Linked DNA regions of Mus musculus: all the other regions are linked to region 4. The links are chromatin contacts, called in public Hi-C, HiChIP or PLAC-seq and promoter capture Hi-C maps. All regions are on one chromosome and are shown on one strand. Each heading gives the region's core, a stretch centred on a gene start, on an enhancer-like site or on the middle of the called end of the contact. The rest is flanking DNA. Distances are from core to core; before and after follow the strand shown. Region 1 has its middle 23 kb from the start of Gas6. Region 2 holds the start of Tmem255b (transmembrane protein 255B). Region 3 overlaps Tmem255b (transmembrane protein 255B). Region 4 holds the start of Rasa3 (RAS p21 protein activator 3).

Region 1 (2,700 bases), core at 66-2,565, 160 kb after region 4:
GGGGTATCACACTCATCTTGTCAGGCTTGGGAGCAGACACTTTAACAAACCCCCTTACCAATATATGTGTGGTCTGCATATCCAGGCAGCTGCATGAGACTCTCCCTGAGGTTGCTTGAGTGGCAGGCTAGCAGAACTCTCAGCAGCCATACCCACCCTGTGCCCACTGATGCCTCTCCCTTTGCTATGCTTTGAGCTTAGCTAAAGTGATTCAGGGCTCTGTGCTGCCTAAAGGACTCTTGAACTCTCCTGGGAAATGGGCCTGGGAGAGAGCTAGATACAGGAACTCTTTAGGCAGAGTGGGCTGACAGAAGAGAGGAGAGGAGAGGAGAGGAGAGGAGAGGAGAGGAGAGGAGAGGAGAGGAGAGGAGAGGAGAGGAGAGGAGAGGAGAGGAGAGGAGAGGAGAGGACACTATTGTCCATCTACTCCACAGAGTAGTTGGTGCTGTTTTGAGGAACAGCCAGGTTGGTTGACTTGCCTTGAAATATCCACTGGGCTATAACATAGATGGATGACAAACCATCACATATCTCCGAGGGACAATTTCCCAGATGTTTAGCACCTGTATCAGTTACTTTCCCGCTGATGCAATAGAATGGCCAGACAAAAAGCACGTTGAGGAAGAAAGGTGTTTATTTTGGTTTACAGTTCCTAAGGGAAGATAGCCCCCTGTAGTGGGAAGTGTTGACATGGCTGTCAGGAATAGAGTGATCTCCTTTCATGCACACATGGGAAGGAGAGAGAAAGCAAGGAAGAACAGGAAGTAAGTCCAAACTATAAAACCCTAAAGCCCACCCCTAGTGATGCACTTCCTCCAGCAAGGCTCCACCTCCTAAGGGTTTAGTAACCTTCTCAAACAGTACCACCAACTGGGGACTGTGTGCCCAACTGTATAAGCCTATGGAGAACATTTCTAATTCAAAAAACCCCACCGAGATTATCCCTATATCTGTGGCTGCTTTCTTCTCTTAACATCTCCAGCTCTGGTAAACCAATGCCAAGAGGGCGGGTTCCCTGCAGAGCTCCTCTGGGTGGACTGCTGTGCACATGCCAGCCACATGGGTGCCAGGACCCCCTAATGGTCAGAGAACTTTCTGGAAGTAACTGTTGGGTAATTCATTTCCACGCAGCCTGTAAGGACTTGGAAGTTGTATCTGGATTGTGAACATATCCCAGCTTACCCACTGTGCCAACTTATGCTTGGAAATCCTGAAAACTTTGCTTGCAACACACTTATCTTAGGAGGGAGTGTGACCGGGCCAGTGGAGGTATTTGGAAAGGACGCACACTGTTTCCACGAATCCCATGGGTAGAGGTCAAAAAGATTACCCATGTTCTGACAGCCTGGTTCTACCGTGGTGTGAGCACTTCCGCCCCTTTCTTCAACTGTGTGAGTATGTACAAGTAAGATGCCTCACTACTCTGACCAGCCAAAGTCCTGCAGCCCAGTCAGGCACTGTGGGCTCCAAGGCTGTAGAGCAACTCATTTGTTCAGGAATGTTCAGGACAAAGAGGGAGTACGCAGGCAATGAGGTATCAGGAGGGTAGAAACCACACAGACAGAAGCAGAAAATAATGTGCTGGCTAAAGCCAAGGCTCTTTGGAATTTTCCATTACAATATACTCAGCAGAGGAGATTGGGGAAGGGAGAGGCAGGGAGTCACCAGACCCCTACCACCCAGGGAAAATCACGAATGTAATTTATGACATGCTGTCTCTGAGAGCTTTATATCATCATTAAAACCATTGTTCTTACATGTCATACATACAACTTGATATTTCTGAGAACAGAGCTGTTGCACAGACCCTGTAGCCATACACAGGGGTAGATAAGTGTGGACTGGAGAGTTTTCCACAGCCATTTACCTCCTGCTGGATGTTGAGATTGTTAACATTTTTCACTGTGATTAAAAAGAAAAAAAAAATACCAGGTTGGAAGTGAATGTTTGGGAGCATTAAGATGTTTTCCACACTTTACATTCCTTCCTCTAGCTCTGTTCCCAGAGCAAAGCCCTAAGAGAAACGTCCCAGAGACTGTGGTCTGCTGGACTGTGACCTCACACCAGCGCGGCCTCCTAGTTGGTGGAATGTATTCGACACAGGGGCATTTTTATTTGGTTAGTGTTTGAGGAAGAAGTTTGTTTCCGTGTTTTGTAGAACAGTGGGAAAGCTCCTAAGATGTGGCTAAGAAGAAGATGGGTTGAGGTAGGTTCTGTGGTTCCTCCCGTGGTTTGAGGGGCACCTGTTCCCCAGGGTTTGAGAGAGTGGAGATAGAAGAGGTCTGACTCCGTGGTCATACTACATCAGCTCCTAGAGTCTTAGTCAGAGTGAAGGAGGTTCTGGGAGTCTGCTGGGGGGGGGGAGGGGGGTCGTGGGGACCCTTGACTCCTGCAGGACAGCTCCGTCCTGCTGTGGGACATCGCAGTGCGTGCTCACTTAGGGTTTGCTTCTCTCCGGGCCACATGGAGTGGGAAACAGGCCCTAAAGGAAAGTAGGCCCCAGTGAAGCTTGGGCCTCATTCTCAGTCATTTATTGCTTCCGGGTTGGGGGGGGGGTGCTGAGCACACTCGTCTGGAGAGATAACCCCACAGGTTCTATAGGAAGGGAAAGGGGTGGGTGAGGAGGGCAAGGAGGGGCCACCTGGTTGGTGGGTGAGTGGTTTCCCTCCTACCAGGTCAGATTCTGATCCAAGGGCTGGC
Region 2 (2,702 bases), core at 196-2,695, 240 kb after region 4:
CCTGTAGTAGAGACCAAGCTAGGCACTGCTCAGTCACCAGGTTCTGATTTTATATATAGCACCATGCCAAGCTGTAAGCAAAGAAGGGTCGATATAAAATGGTCACAGCCTGGAGCCACGCAGACCTTTAGTTGCTTTTAAGACTCTGTCTCAATAAAAACAAACACCTCCCACAAACCATTTCAAAGTCTGGAGTTTCTTATCAGAAGAAAATTCAGGTGTAAACCAAGTCACCCTAACATAACAGCATTGGCAGCTGGAAACATAACAGCTGCTGGTCAACGCTAGCTATCAGCTAGGAGAATGAACGGATGACCACAGAGCAACTGGCCTTACAGAAGAGAAGGTACGGCAGTCTCTCTCAGAAAGAAGCCAGACTCCTCCTCCTCCTCTTCATCATCATCATCATCATCATCATCATCATCATTATTATTAAACAGCACTAACCAATCAGACTACCCAGAAGTTTTTCCACCAGGGTTTCCAACGATCACCAGGGGTTCTGAAAGGATCATCAAGAGCCACCCCCACCCATTCTGACCTAATCCCTTAATCCCACAGCAGAGGGTCACCATGTAAATCTCCCCCACCCTCTGCCCTGCAGGAACAATGGCCCGCATCCCTCCAGGGTCAGGCTGCCTCCCAGAAGAGCACCCATGCTTAAGCGGCTGGAGCCAGAGCTTGCACCAGGTTTCCTGTTTTCCCAGACGGACCTGGCTTTCAGCTGTGTCGGGCTTGATTCGGGAAAGGGAACAATTAGAGATGGAGAGGCTGGGGTGTGAAGCGGGTGGAAGCCCTCGCTGGTTCCAACTCTAAAATCCCTGAGCACCTTTCCCTGCCCCCCTCAGGCAGGATGTGCTCCCTGGTTCTTTCAAACATTTCCCTGAAAAGTTTAGAAACTGAAAGAAATGCAGTAGGGCTGGAAAGGTGTTGGTCTGGGATTTAACCGCTTATAAGGACTTGGGTCTGTTAACAAAAAGATAACACGGGGGACAGAAACAGAAGGGGAGAGTGGATAGGTCAGTGTGGAGAAGGATGAGGCACCAATGGATAGGTGATCTGTACCACATGAAACCAGACCTAGTCCCAGCCCCAAACCCCAAAGGAGTCCTGTGCCCAGAGTCCTGAGCTGTGCAGGTAGTTCCCCTCTTAGAGCTGCTAGAAACTTGTAACCCAGCTCCCGGGTCCCCAAATTGCCTGCCAGCGGCAGAGATACCAACGATGCCCTTAGCTAACCTGTGGTGTCCAGCAGAGCCAGAGGGCCTGGCACGGGCGGTGGGAGCGGCTGCATTCCCGAAGTGCCCTCCACTGGGAGGGCAGTGCCCCGAAGCTCCTCCTGCCCGGTGATTAGGTTTCAGAGTCCCAGCAGTTTCAAGAAATGCAGCCCTGTGTCCGCTCTCCTCTACTCCACCGCGCTTCTTTCTACCTCTCCTTTGGTCATTTCCCTTCTCCCTCCACCTCCCCTCTGCCCCCACCATCTCCTACACCTCCCTTCCTCCCTCCAAGGTCCTGGTGCCTGCCAGCAGCTCCTCCTTCTCTTCTCCCCCTCCTTTTTCTCCTCCCCCCTCTTCCCCTTCCAGTCTCTAGTCCCTGGAAATTAAGAGTCTAAGAAAAGACCCACCGACCCACCCACCGAGCCAGTGAGAAAGAATGTACCTGAAGAAACACTGTAGACCGCTGGCCTGAGCCCAACGCTCGGTCAGAGGTGGCCCCGCAGACCAAGGACTGGGTGGCTCAGGTGGAGGGAAACAGAAAGACAGCAGGTGCAGAGCAGGAATTCTCCACACAGCTGGAAAGGACTCAAGCCCCGCCTACTTCAGACCCCCAGCTGAGCCCTCCCGCATCAATCATTAAGAAAATGCTCTACAGACTTGCACACAGGTGATGTGATGGACCGAGGCATCTTCTCAGTTGGGGTTCGGGGGAAGGGGGTCTGCATATAGCATGGAAACTCAGGTTCTGTTGTGAGCATGCCCCAACCCAGCAGCTAAAGTTCAGAGTGAAGGCTGCTATGGGAAGCCAGAGAGGGGCTGCAAGAAAACAGGCAAGCAGACTGGGCATGTCTTATTTAAGTTCCTTAGTTAAGTTCCTGTTGCTTCAATAAAGACACCATGGCCAAAAGCAGCCTGGCAAGGAAAGAGCTCCTTGGGCTTATATGTCTGATCACAGTCCACCATTGGAAGAGCCAAGGCAGGTACGGAAGCAGCAACCACGGACAGGCTCTGCTTACTGGCTTGTGTCTCATAGTTTGCTCAGTCTGCTTTCTTAGACCACCCAAGACCACCTACTCAGGGGTGGCACCTCCCCCAGTGAGCTGGGCCCTTCCACACCAGTCCTTAACTCAGAAAATGCTCAGTAGTCTTGCCCACAGGTGATAGGACAGAGGCAGTTTCTCAGGTGATATTCCTCTTCTAAGATTACTCTAGCTTGGGTCAAGTTGGCAAAAAACTAACCAAGACGGAGTACCATGCATGGCAGCAGTAGGGGAAAGTAAGTCTTTTAAAGACTATTAATGCATTGCTTAAAAGGTTTTGAGAACCAGGAGTATAGTACTCAATGGTGAAGTGCTTACATAGCTCAGTGTTATAGTAGTTACACAGTTCCATAGTAGGGTGCTTACATAGCTCAGGGGTAGAGTACTTACACAGTTCCATAGTAGGGTGCTTACATAGCTCAGGGGTAGAGTACTTACACAGTTCCAT
Region 3 (2,700 bases), core at 40-2,539, 220 kb after region 4:
CCTCGTCCACACAAAGGCAAGGACACTGTCGGCATATCCGGCCACACTGTAGATTAGTGTGGGTTGGGGAGGGCTGCTCTGGAGACTGGGGTGCAGGGCCTTACATTCTCTGTGGCTGGAATGAGGAAGACAGACATATTTGTGGCAAGGAGCAAGACTGTTAACCTTGGGAGTTCAATGTTTCTTAATAGTTCTTGGCTCCAGTGGGCACGGGCTCTATACCCAGACATGCAGTTTTGTTGGTCTGCAAAGGCCCTAGGGCCAGCCTTATGGCCTTCAGAGGTCGAGTCCCTTGGGCCCAGGGCACAGGACTACTGAATACAAAACTAGGGAGATGGAATCTAAAAAGAGCTAGAGAGAGGGTGTGAGACCCTGCACCAGGGAGGCACCGATGCCTTACAGACCCTCGCTTTCAGCAGCCTCCAGAGCTTGGCTCTTGTCTTTACAATCACTACACAGGTGAGGCAACCTTCGTCCCAGTCCTGGGGGGAGGGGGGGAGGGAAGCAGCCTACTGTGTGTGTCTTCATCAAGGATACCTCTCTGTACCTCTGGCCACCCACATCTTCCTGAACCTCACCCCACAAGGAACAGGAATCTTGCCATTGTCGTGTAGAATGCGTTCGTCCTCAGCCAGCACTGTAGCACGTCCCCTGTGAGAGCTACTTAACTGTACTCCCTCTGGATAGATGCCAAGGCAAGGGACAGAGCCAACTGACCCCTGACCCCGCTGAGGAGCCGTGCCCGAGGCGCCCTCCAAAGTCCAGGGATGGTTTTGGCCTATTGCCCTCAAGTGCAACTCCACGGAAGCTTTCACAACAGCCTCTGAAACTGTGGTCCTGGGAGGTATTAAATATCTTAGTACATACAGTGGTGTAAATATAAGTTGGCAGATTATTATGGATATTTATCCGGGGTCCTAGGGAGGCTGAAGCCAGGCTCCTGGAGGGTGTAGGGAAGCAACTGTGCTGGATCCAAGGTCAGTCATCATCAAACAGAAACCAAGACTCTCTCATCCTCAGGCTCCAAGGCCAAACTCAATAAGAAGGGTCGTGCACAGTTAGCAGTCCTCAGACCAGTGACTGTCTCAGCACTTCTGGGACCAGTGTGCGGCTCTTGGGTTTGCAGCACAGCTTCTGCACAGACAGACTTATCACCTCTCTGCTTGGAAATTGTGTTGTGGGTCTTTTGTAGGAAACTGTTTAGAAAACCTCTTCTAGCCTGCTTTGGTAAGATCTTCTGTTGGACAGCGTGGACTTGGCCAGCAGGGGGCGCTGGAGCAGGTCCTCCACCCCAAACTGCTAGTTCTGTCCAGCCTTAGAGAGGGAAAGGCAGGCTGGTGAGGTAGCCACACAACATCTAATCAATGACTAAATCAGTGGCCACAAAGCAACAGCGCATTACAGGGAGAAGCAAGTGTGAGATCCAGAGTCTACCAAAAGGGAGAGCTTGCACAGAGGCAGAACTCAAAAGCTAGTTTCCTTCTCAGAGACGTGCTCACAGAAGTCTGTCAACCTGTAACACATGTCCTGAGGGAACAACCCTCATTGAAAGAAATGCCTGGCTACCTTCTCTTTGCAGGGTGATAGCCATCACCATGGTAAGGGCAAAACGGAACTCTGAGCGATGGTCCATGCAGAGAAGTCCTTCCAGATGAGGAGGCTGCTGGGGTCTAGTACGGTTTGCTGCTGGTCTTCACGTAGGGAGAGGCAGTGAACAGCAGAGGTGGCATGGGGCCAGTCGGCTAGCTAGCTCTGCTCCTGCCTCTGGCCCTGACCTGTGCTGGAGAGGGTGTGCCCAAGGGAAGGCCAACAGCTTTGCGATCCTTTTGGAATTCTCTATGAGGCTGGCTGCAGAAGCGGGCTTTCTATATGCGGCTTTATTTTGTTGTTATATTTTGGGAAAAACCCAAACCACATTACTTTTTAGTCTACGACCTCCTCTGTGTCAGGGTGCGTAGGGGGGTGGCTTCTCCCCTGGGAGGAAGTAGGCTGGTGTGCAGGGTGAAGGAGCATGGGAACACCCACGGCTGGGCTGGCACTGGGAGGGAGACTCTGTGTCCTCAGGCAGAGAGAGGTCAGCAGAGGCCGAGGCTGGCGGGGCACTGGAGGGCTGCAATTAAACAGAGAGGCGTCCTCGATCAGCAGGTGGGGGGACTCAGCTACGCTGTCCAGCATATACACCAGCACCACCTTGACCCAGCAGCTTACCAGACCAGGAGGCACCGGCTCATCGGGCCTCTCAGAAGGCCTCTCCAGTCTAGAACAGCCAAGAGACGTCAGATGTCAGCCTGGACAGCATCTGATTGACACAGACCTGGCTTCTAAAGCTGTTGGGGACACAGGAAGGTCTCCAAACTCCTGGCTTGGTTGGCCTGCTTAGCCCAGTCAGCTTTCACTAGCACTAACTAGAAGATCCAGGGACAACTACAGCCAGGACTTGACACTCACTAAAGACAGCAAGACCATTAACATTCCCAACACAGCATGGTGATTATTGTGGTAGCAGCCAAATGTGGTCAGCCATAGTCTAGAAGTTTAAGGAAGTTATTTTTCAGATGTAATTAATCAGTGACTTTGAGTAAGCTGGTACCCTACTGTCAGGGCTTCTAGTCCAATCAGTTGCAGACCTTAAGAAAAAAGGCAGAGACCCTCAAGGAAAAAGAAACTCTTGCCCAAGTGTGACCATGAGTTACAGTCCCA
Region 4 (2,700 bases), core at 187-2,686:
GTTTCTCTGTGTACTTCTGGCTGTCTTCAAACTTACTCTGCAGATCTGGCTGGTCTTGAATCCAGAGATCTGCCAGTCTCTGTCTCCTGCACTGAGATCACCACCTCTCCCCTCCCCATCTTATTTATTTATTTATTTATTTATTTATTTATGGTTTCCAAGTTGTTTTTGGTCATGGTGCTTTATCACAGTACAGCAGCCCAGCTAAAGCAGTCTTTTGGTGATTTTGTGTCCTTCCCCACCACCACCCCCATCCCTGTCCAGTCATGTGCCTCCTACCCAAGTTCTCTACCACTAAGCTGAGTTCCTGAGCCGGAGATTCAGGGTTTTAGATGTGTTAACCCAGAGCGGCTCCCTCTCTTCCCAGTCAGAGCCTGTCTATGGCACAGCAGCTTCTGGAGGGTTCCAAATCAGCTTCTCTGGAGTTCCAGCACCTTCCTGGGTGTCCTGCCTATACACTGTATTTCTGCTCTTTGGCTGCTGGTGAGAGAGCTACCGTATAGCACCAAGGGATTTTTGTGTCACACCTTTCAGTTGGTGTATCAATGACCTAGCCTCCTGACTCCTCAAGCGATGCCACTTCCGTTTTCAGTCCTACCGAAAGGCAGGCCTCCTTCAAACCCACTGCAGAGGCTATCTCTACCGCCACTCCCCACCCACCAGGGCCTCTGGGAGACACTTCTGTGACTACTATAAGGAACGAGGGACTAGAGCTCTTGGCCCTCTAGGAAAGCTGGGAGTTATGCCAGCTGCAGGAAAAACTTAGTGGAGGGATCGGGGATAGGACCTCACAGTATCGTTGTAGAGATACAACAATTCTAAAGTTGCATACCAATCAAATTGCCAGTAAGCACCAGGTTTGAAGGTTCTGGAATGCTAAATTCAAGGGCCGCGTTGAGGCTGCCCAAGCACACCACAGGGTAAGCAGGGACTGCTTGCTGGGCACAGGGTCCACTTGCCCTCACTTTGACAGCATATCACCTTCTGATTTCTCCAGAGCGATCGGCAGGTGTCACTTTTCTCAGTCGCTGAAGCTGGGGCTAGAGGAAATCTTTTCCTTTCATACCTTTTGTTTGAATATAGCTTTTTAGATTTTAAGTGCGAGTCGGTCTTACGGGACCTGGCGGTCAAAACACAGATCAATACTCACGATCTCTCTTTGTCCCAGGTCCAGAGAGACCGGACCAGCGAGGGCTGTGAAGAGGGACCGCTTCAGGGGCACTCCAAGGCAAGTCCCTTCCGATCCCGCCTTAGAGTCCGCCTCCGCCTCCTTACAGACCCGACCAATGGAATGCAGTGTTTGACAGTAGGCGGAGTCGTACTACCCCACCCCATGCAGAGCCTTAGCCAATGAAGATCGGGGCTCTGGCGAAGGAAGGCGCCCGCAGCCCCGCCCCCGAGCTCTGCCAATGGAAGGGCGCGAGGCGGTGCACCCGGTCAGAGCGCGGACCGCAGCGCGCGGGGCTCTGGGGGCATCCGCAGCTCGGCTCCGTCTGCCGGCTTCTTCCCCTGTCTTGTCCCCCTTCTGCGGCCGCGCTGCCGGGCCCTCGCGCGTTGGCGAGGTCGACAAGCAGCATGGCGGTGGAGGAAGAGGGACTGCGGGTCTTCCAGAGCGTGAGGATCAAGATTGGTGAGGACCGCGGTGGCGTGGGCAACTCCCCAGACCCCTGTTCTTGGTATCCGGCCGGGCTGGACCGGCTCCTCGTGTTTCTCCGCCTAGACTGCCCGGTTCTCCGTGGCATTGCGGGGGAGGAGGGACCTGTATCAGGGGGCGTCTGTTTGTGGGAGTGAGCGCGCGTGGTTGCCTGCGTGTGTCCGTGTGCGCAGCACCGCTCCAGATCCCAGGCGCCTGACTTTACATGCACGAGCACGCGCGGATCCGTCTGGGTGCTCCCACTTCAGGGATCGGGTCTACTGATGTCAGTCTCCTGGTGTCCTCTCCACAGTTGTGCGCAGGAACTTATTTCCCAAGGAGGGGGCGCCCCTTCACCTTTTCGGCTGCTGCAGGCTTCGAGGCCGTGCACGCGCGCGACCGTGTGTGTGTGTGTGTGTGTGTGTGTGTGTGTGTGGTGTCTGCGCGCTGCAGGCCTGGTGATGGAGCCACCAGCACCTCCCCCTCCTTTCATTGAGAACTGGCCGTGGGAGCTGTGGCCGGCAGGCCTGGCATTCAGGCTGCTCTGGGCTGGTCGGGACTTCGGCAGCAACGCTAGGAACGGGGAGTGAAGTGGAACTGGAGAGACCTGGAGAGGACTTCCTGATTTTTTTTTTTTTAACCTGGAGATTTCGTTTTTCCCAGTTGTTTTTTATCTTGTGAGTGACGTGTGAGTCTACTTCCTTACAGTGGTTTTCTGAAGTGACCGTTACACATCAAGTCATTAACACACTGGGCAGGGGCCAATTTTCTTGGAAGGAATTCTGGGTCCTAGTGCACCGTCCCTGTAGTCTTTTCCCTCTGAACTGCGCCCCACATTACTGGCCTGTTCCCATGTGAAAAGGCCCCTAGTGGGTGGCAACAGTCACAGCCTGGTGTCAGTTGTTGATGACATTCGATGCTGTCTGAAGAATGCCAGCTACTCGCAATCAGCGTGTTGCTTCCTGTCCGCTTTATTTTGCTTTTGAATCATCGCCCGAGACAGTTTGATCTTTGGTTCAGAAGCGCTGCGGAGAGCATGTGGTGTTTGGGCTGGAGCAGAGGGCACG

What was found. Promoter capture Hi-C pulls out the DNA fragments that hold promoters and counts their contacts. Hi-C and Micro-C count contacts between places; a contact is called where the count stands out from the background. HiChIP or PLAC-seq counts read pairs in DNA pulled down with a chosen protein or histone mark.
Region 1: an H3K4me3 HiChIP or PLAC-seq map of bone marrow-derived macrophages shows a contact between it and region 4, with 6 times the contacts expected there. The contact joins the enhancer-like site here to the promoter of Rasa3 in region 4. A contact is called at or near these places in 3 of 39 promoter capture datasets (the 3T3-L1 cell line, the C10 cell line and liver), 1 of 484 Hi-C or Micro-C datasets (bone marrow-derived macrophages), 4 of 115 datasets of contacts at active chromatin or transcription factors (the 230-238 cell line, bone marrow-derived macrophages, embryonic stem cells and 1 more) and 2 of 9 other capture datasets (bone marrow-derived macrophages and liver).
Region 2: a promoter capture Hi-C map of embryonic stem cells shows a contact between it and region 4, with 5 times the contacts expected there. The contact joins the promoter of Tmem255b here to the promoter of Rasa3 in region 4. A contact is called at or near these places in 10 of 39 promoter capture datasets (3T3-L1-derived adipocytes, the SN4741 cell line, cranial neural crest and 5 more), 2 of 484 Hi-C or Micro-C datasets (double positive thymocytes and liver), 8 of 115 datasets of contacts at active chromatin or transcription factors (embryonic forebrain, embryonic stem cells, kidney and 2 more) and 1 of 9 other capture datasets (embryonic stem cells).
Region 3: a Hi-C map of the C3H10T1/2 cell line shows a contact between it and region 4, with 4 times the contacts expected there. The contact joins the enhancer-like site here to the promoter of Rasa3 in region 4. A contact is called at or near these places in 3 of 39 promoter capture datasets (embryonic stem cells and liver), 1 of 15 datasets of contacts at CTCF or cohesin (the NIH/3T3 cell line), 10 of 484 Hi-C or Micro-C datasets (the C3H10T1/2 cell line, the HL-1 cell line, Sertoli cells and 6 more), 6 of 115 datasets of contacts at active chromatin or transcription factors (bone marrow-derived macrophages, embryonic stem cells, forebrain and 3 more) and 1 of 9 other capture datasets (embryonic stem cells).

What each region holds. Positions count from the first base shown.
Region 1 is chr8:13,516,241-13,518,940 of GRCm38.p6, reverse strand. No RefSeq gene overlaps it. Among named protein-coding and RNA genes, the nearest start is that of Gas6, 23 kb to the right of the region's middle. Within about 2 kb of position 1,315, at least 50 of the 459 cell types and tissues checked have an H3K27ac peak or open chromatin away from gene starts, as enhancers often do. A contact at or near this core is called in liver, where this site is marked.
Region 2 is chr8:13,434,202-13,436,903 of GRCm38.p6, reverse strand. It overlaps Tmem255b (transmembrane protein 255B), which reads right to left and starts at 1,445. Exons shown (of 9, transcript NM_001143671.1): 1 at 1,237-1,445. The coding sequence starts at 1,291.
Region 3 is chr8:13,460,615-13,463,314 of GRCm38.p6, reverse strand. It overlaps Tmem255b (transmembrane protein 255B), which reads right to left. Exons shown (of 9, transcript NM_001143671.1): 9 at 1,863-2,110. The coding sequence ends at 1,946. Among named protein-coding and RNA genes, the nearest start is that of Tmem255b, 27 kb to the right of the region's middle. Within about 2 kb of position 1,289, at least 35 of the 459 cell types and tissues checked have an H3K27ac peak or open chromatin away from gene starts, as enhancers often do. A contact at or near this core is called in the C3H10T1/2 cell line, brown adipocytes, liver and 2 more, where this site is marked.
Region 4 is chr8:13,676,323-13,679,022 of GRCm38.p6, reverse strand. Rasa3 (RAS p21 protein activator 3) reads left to right here and starts at 1,436. Exons shown (of 24, transcript NM_009025.2): 1 at 1,436-1,630. The coding sequence starts at 1,576.